Linked DNA regions of Mus musculus: region 2 is linked to region 1. The links are chromatin contacts, called in public promoter capture Hi-C maps. All regions are on one chromosome and are shown on one strand. The core of a region is the stretch at or near the end of the contact, and the rest is flanking DNA. Distances in the headings are between cores, read along the strand shown.

What was found. Promoter capture Hi-C pulls out the DNA fragments that hold promoters and counts their contacts.
Region 2: a promoter capture Hi-C map of hippocampal neurons shows a contact between it and region 1, with 3 times the contacts expected there. The contact joins the enhancer-like site here to the promoter of Sumf1 in region 1. A contact is called at or near these places in 9 of 39 promoter capture datasets (3T3-L1-derived adipocytes, the C10 cell line, cranial neural crest and 4 more), 3 of 484 Hi-C or Micro-C datasets (bone marrow-derived macrophages, embryonic fibroblasts and nephron progenitors), 9 of 115 datasets of contacts at active chromatin or transcription factors (the NIH/3T3 cell line, bone marrow-derived macrophages, craniofacial prominence and 3 more) and 4 of 9 other capture datasets (adipose tissue, embryonic stem cells, liver and 1 more).

What each region holds. Positions count from the first base shown.
Region 1 is chr6:108,184,325-108,187,024 of GRCm38.p6, reverse strand. It overlaps Sumf1 (sulfatase modifying factor 1), which reads left to right and starts at 1,442. Exons shown (of 9, transcript NM_145937.3): 1 at 1,442-1,732. The coding sequence starts at 1,469.
Region 2 is chr6:108,350,820-108,353,519 of GRCm38.p6, reverse strand. It overlaps Itpr1 (inositol 1,4,5-trisphosphate receptor 1), which reads right to left. Exons shown (of 62, transcript NM_010585.5): 7 at 1,369-1,527. Among named protein-coding and RNA genes, the nearest start is that of Gm35165, 120 kb to the left of the region's middle. Within about 2 kb of position 1,254, at least 19 of the 459 cell types and tissues checked have an H3K27ac peak or open chromatin away from gene starts, as enhancers often do. A contact at or near this core is called in hippocampal neurons, where this site is marked.

The sequences.
Region 1 (2,700 bases), core at 193-2,692:
CCCCCTTTTATGCTGTGTCCAGTTTCCAATAGATTCTGATGAAGTGTTGCATTTTAAAATATTATTTATTTATTTTTATTTTATGTGCACTGGTGTTTTGCCTGCATGTATATCAATGTGAAGGTGTTAGGTCTTGGAATTACAGTTGTGAGCTGCCTGGTGGATGGTAGGAATTGAACTCTGGTCCTCTGGAAGAGCAGTCACTCCTCTTCCATGGCTAAAACCATCTCTCTTAGCAAGTGTTGTCTTTCCAGTAAGTTACCAGGTGATGCTCTTACTGTTGCTATGGTCCAGGTTTGGCTTTGGACCCGGGACAAGGGACTGAGGTGCATATTTTACAATCAAAGCAGACCTGGCCTCCAGGTTAATCCAGCATACTTAGGTTCCTACTGGGCATACCCTGTCCCCAAGTAGGCCCCTGGCTGCCTGCTCTTCCCTATATAATCCAGACATTTGTTCCTCTCTCTCTCTCTCTACCCCTCTCTCTCTCCCTCTCTCCCCTTCCTCTCCCCTTTCACCTCCTCCTCCTCCTCTTCCTCCTCTTGAAAGAACATAGGTGGGGGTTGGAGATAGGGAGGCGCCAGGCCAGTCCGGACATTCTTGTATGTCTTCCCTATCTTTATGGCTAGTTGGTTCCTGGGATGACTTTACAGCCTTTGTTCTTTGTCTTAGGCCCAAAAAGCCCTCCTAACTAGCAAGCCGCATGAGTCATGGACCTTGAATTTTAATTTTCTTTCACTTTCTCTCTCTGCCCTGTGTGCCCTTTCTCTCTTTCTCCCCACCCCCCACCTTGGTGATGTTTCTGGCCTTGGTCCTTGGGGGCCAGTGAACTCACTCAAGAGCAGCTTCCCAATAAACCTATCTTCAATATATTCTAATTTGGCATTTATTGGTCTATTTTACCAGTGGAGAAATAACCTATCAGTCCAAACTTTGCGAAGTGTTATTTTATACAATCTCATAGTCTAGATTTACCTAACTCTACTCACTGGTCTTTTTCACTATGCTCACTTTCCTAAGTCCAATTTCTGAATTGCTTATAGAGCTCAAAATTCAGGGTTTCTGGTTAGATACCTTGGAGTTAGATTTTGGTTTTGACATGTTTGATACGTGATTTGAGCAGACCACTTAATTGTCCTGTCAACACAATGTAGCAGCATCACGAGAACTAAGTACTTAAAAAAAAAAATGAGTGTTTATGTAGTAAGGTAGTGGTGCTCAGCAAATGCTGAATAAATTCAACTAGCTTTCAACCACGAAACTAGAGAGGGGCACATTGTCTGCGGAAGGCCTTGAATATCATAGAGCTTTGTTGTGGTTTGCATGCTTTTAACATTAGCAGGCAAACTCTGGCTAACTACCTGGAAGCAGTCTCAGGCTATTATTTATTACCTATGTCAGCCAAAGCCGCTGCTTTAAGCACCACAGGTCACGTGATCTCCATGGGTCACATGACTCCGGGAACAACATGGCTGCGCCCGCGCGAGAGCCGGCTCTCCGCTGCTGCATCAGACTGGCGCGAGTCTTCTTGCTGCTGGTGTTGGCGTGCGAGGTGGCGGGAAGCGATGAGGCCGAGGCCAGGGAAGGTGCGGCGTCCCTTGCGGGCTCGTGCGGCTGCGGAACGCCCCAGAGGGCCGGGGCCCATGGCAGCTCGGCGGCGGCGCAGCGCTACTCCCGGGAGGCGAACGCCCCGGGCCTGACCTCAGGCCCGCGACCGCTCGCGCTCACCAAGGTGCGCCTTCCATTCCTGGGGCGTGTGGGTGTCGTTGGCTACGGCATGAGGCCTCGCTGGGCCAGAAGAGGGGGGATTCGGAACTCCTGGAAAGGGTCGAACCACATCCCAAGTCTCTCAGCTACAGATCTCATTTGACAGATGTCCTCCCCCCTGCCCCCCCCCCCCCCACTGGGAGATGGGCAGGGGTTTGTGGCTGTGTTTATCACTAAAACTTAAGAGAGCTTAGCTTGAAGAGTGCTGTCCATTCTTTCTTACCTCTTCTTGCCCACTTCCCCCTTCCTCCACTCCGCCCTCCTGCTGCAGAGCTCCAGGAAAAGTCTGATGGATTCGGGTTTAAGTTCTAGTTTTAGTACCTGTGGAGCCTGAGTCTCCAACACTGCCTTAAACTCACTGTGCTCGCAGACTTGTATTTATTCTGTAGTGCTTAGCACTCCGACTGCAAAGAAGTATGGAGCCGAGTGTACTTTATTGCTTTTATTTATGTCTTTGTGTAGTGCATAGGTGTGTTAGATGTTAGTATGTACGGATGAAAACAGTGAATATAGAAATGGACCTTCATTCTACTTGCTAGCTTTAGGGAATTCACCCCAGGCCCTCTGAATAACACTTTTCTTTTGTACTCCTATCCAGTCTATCCTTGTTTCCCAGGTCTCTTTTCTTTCCTCTATGTTAATTGGCACTTAAGTTCAGGAGTTGGTGAGGGGTAACATCTCCTGTGGGTCTTCCCTCCCTTTCAATATTTCCATAGATTGACTCAGTGGTAGGTAGCAGTGCGACAACTAAAGATGCTTGTCTATAAATCCCCACAGCATTTTTTGGAGGGCAGTTGCCCAGTGGCCACTTGTCTATTTTGCTTACTGCAGTGCAGTGTTGTTTTTCTGTTACCTACTTGATGATGGAAAGAGTTTTAGATCTGATTTATTCTCTATGGATTTGCCCCCCTCCTCCCATCCCAGTGCCTAACC
Region 2 (2,700 bases), core at 5-2,504, 170 kb before region 1:
AATTATTAGTATTATACTCTCATGTAGGTCATAGATTAAGATACTAAATGACAGAAAAGCAACGATTTATTGAACACAAAACTTGGAACCAGGTACATTGGAAAGTTGTGTGTGTTGTACGATGTATGTGTATGTTGTATGTGAGTATGTTTGTGGATGTGCATGTGGAGGCTAGAGAAGGATCTAGAAGAACCTATATCATCTCCACCTTATGTCCTGAGACAGGTTCTCTGAGCACACCTAAAGTCTCCTGCTCGGTGAGGTGAGACTACCTGACGAGTGAGTCCGCAGGGTTATTTGCCTAGTCTGCTCTCCCAGTGCTCGGCTTAAAGGCAGACATAGGCAAGCCTGGTTTTTATGTGGCCACTGGGGATTTGAACTCAGGTCCTGAGGCTTGCACAGCAAGCTATCTCCTCAGCCCCACATTTGCTTTTAACGGAGGAAGTAGAAGGAAAGGAAGTAGAAGAGATGCTTGTCTTCCTATGAGGTAAAAACCTGCATATTTTGAAAATGATACATTTCGGAAAAATATATGACGAAATTTTCTATAGCATGGCATTACATACATACATACATACATACATACATACATACATACATACATAAATAAATAAATAGTCAGTCAGTCAGTCAGTCAGTCAGTATCTAGTTTTAAGTAAAGGGTAGGTAAGTATTTCCAGAATACTTCATGCTTCTCAAGGTGCCAATTTCCTTTTAGCTTGTTTTTTTAAAAGCATCTATTTTAGAACCTTAACAAGGTCAAGTACATAGCTGATAGCATTTAAACATATTCACTGTTAAGTGTGTGCCCACGTAATGACTGACTAATTTAACTTACAAATATCAGAAGTGTTCTCAGTTCCCTTGATAAAGGGATTCCGGTGGCTCTGTATTGTCTAGAATCCCAGGCCAGGGGCTTTCTGCATTTGCGGAGGCGATGGAGACACTGCCTGCACCCACTGACACAGGAAGCATGGGGTGAACAAACAATCCCATTCCCTACTAAGGCTGTTTCTTTTCCACTTTCCATCCTTCAGTATTTCCAAAATAGCTGAACACTGCTGCTGCACTCATGGAAGTGGAATGGCAAGGGATCCTTAACCAGGATATTAATTCGGGATGGATGTTTTCATGGTAAAATTACGGAGGTAATAGGATTTTTTTTCAGAGGCCCAGTAGGAAAAACATAGCGACTGTATTTAGGTCACACTTCACTCTTCATTTCCTTGTTTCCCAAACACTAGTTTCCATGGCGATCTGATCTCCTCATATGCCTGGGGCTTCAATTCTAAACCTTTCCTAGTCAAGCCTCAGGCACAGTTGTGGCTGGAAGCTTGTGGAGGGCTTTCCAGGGTCAGCTCTACTTACACTGTCTCCGATGGAGCGAAGCTTGTAGAATGGTTGAATGTAAAACCAGGACCCTTCATTTCCAGCCTCGTCCAACGTCACCCTCATGGCGTTCTTCTCTAGCAAGGCTGGGAGCCTCTTATTCACAGTCAGGTATTTATTGCTTTTCAAATGCAGGAGCTAAAAATCCATCAAGAGAATGAGATATGAGCGGGCCTGTGAACTCTCTGCCATAGCTCTCTTTGTCAAGTAAATTTTGTAACAGACATTCCTCCCACCACTAAGCTGCTGAGAAGCAGAAGAAACATAAAGTGCCCAACCTGGAAACAACAAGCAAAGGAACAGCGAACAGAGGCAGAGAAGAGGGCCAGGGAGAAGGAAAAATTGTTTGCCTTTTTTTTTTTTCCATCAACATGGCCTTGGGCAAGAGAGACACTGTGGAAGCCAATTATTCCATCATCTGAGGCTGCTAGAGAGGCATGGCATCATACTGTGGATAGGGGCTAAGGGACTGTAGTCTAGCTAGGCACCGATTCCAGAGGGGAATGAAGGAAGGGCGTTTTGTCACTATGCACTAGTCTGATTTAAAAGGCAGTTCCATCATTCTCTGTGAAGGACGCCCTGAGCATCCACCTTCACTGACTGCTGCATCCTTCACTCAAAGATGTTGATTACATGAAACATAAAGGAGGGAAGATGCAGATGAAAAAGAGTTTATCTAGTAATCTGGACCAGTAAGCATTACCATGGCTTCCCATGTTTATGGATCAAAGAGAAACACAAACTCATGACTTCTCAGTCCCTAGAGGGGGAAGGCCAGCTTGTGACTTCATTGCTGCTGCCCCATCTCTTGTTCACATGATAACACAAGAGCAGCAGCCTTAAAAGGCCAACGAATCTTGATAGGGCTGCTGAGAGTAGAGGAATAACCTGTACCATTTGTGAATTCTTGATGGCCTGTGGGTAAGATAAGTTGAGACAATAATGTCCTCCCAGGCCCTTGATGCTCCTCCAGGAACAGCCTCTGATCATCCACTGACTCACCTTCCCACAGGTGAGTTCCAAAGCCTGAGACCAGAAATAAAACTGAGATCTCTTAAACCCATTCTAAAAGCAGATACCTCGTCAACTGGTTTGGCATGTCTTCCTTGAAACCTCACAGGACTGGAATGTATTGGCTGCCAGTACCCTTCATGTACTTTTTAAATCCTCAGTTGCAGCCAGTTCTGCAATCTAACCAACTGAGTATCTCCTACTCAGCCTCAAAGGACTGGCCTCGCTTGACAACAGGATGGAACTTCACAAGGGCACATGGGTTGATTATCTAATGTTCTAATAGCTTTTGATAGCTAT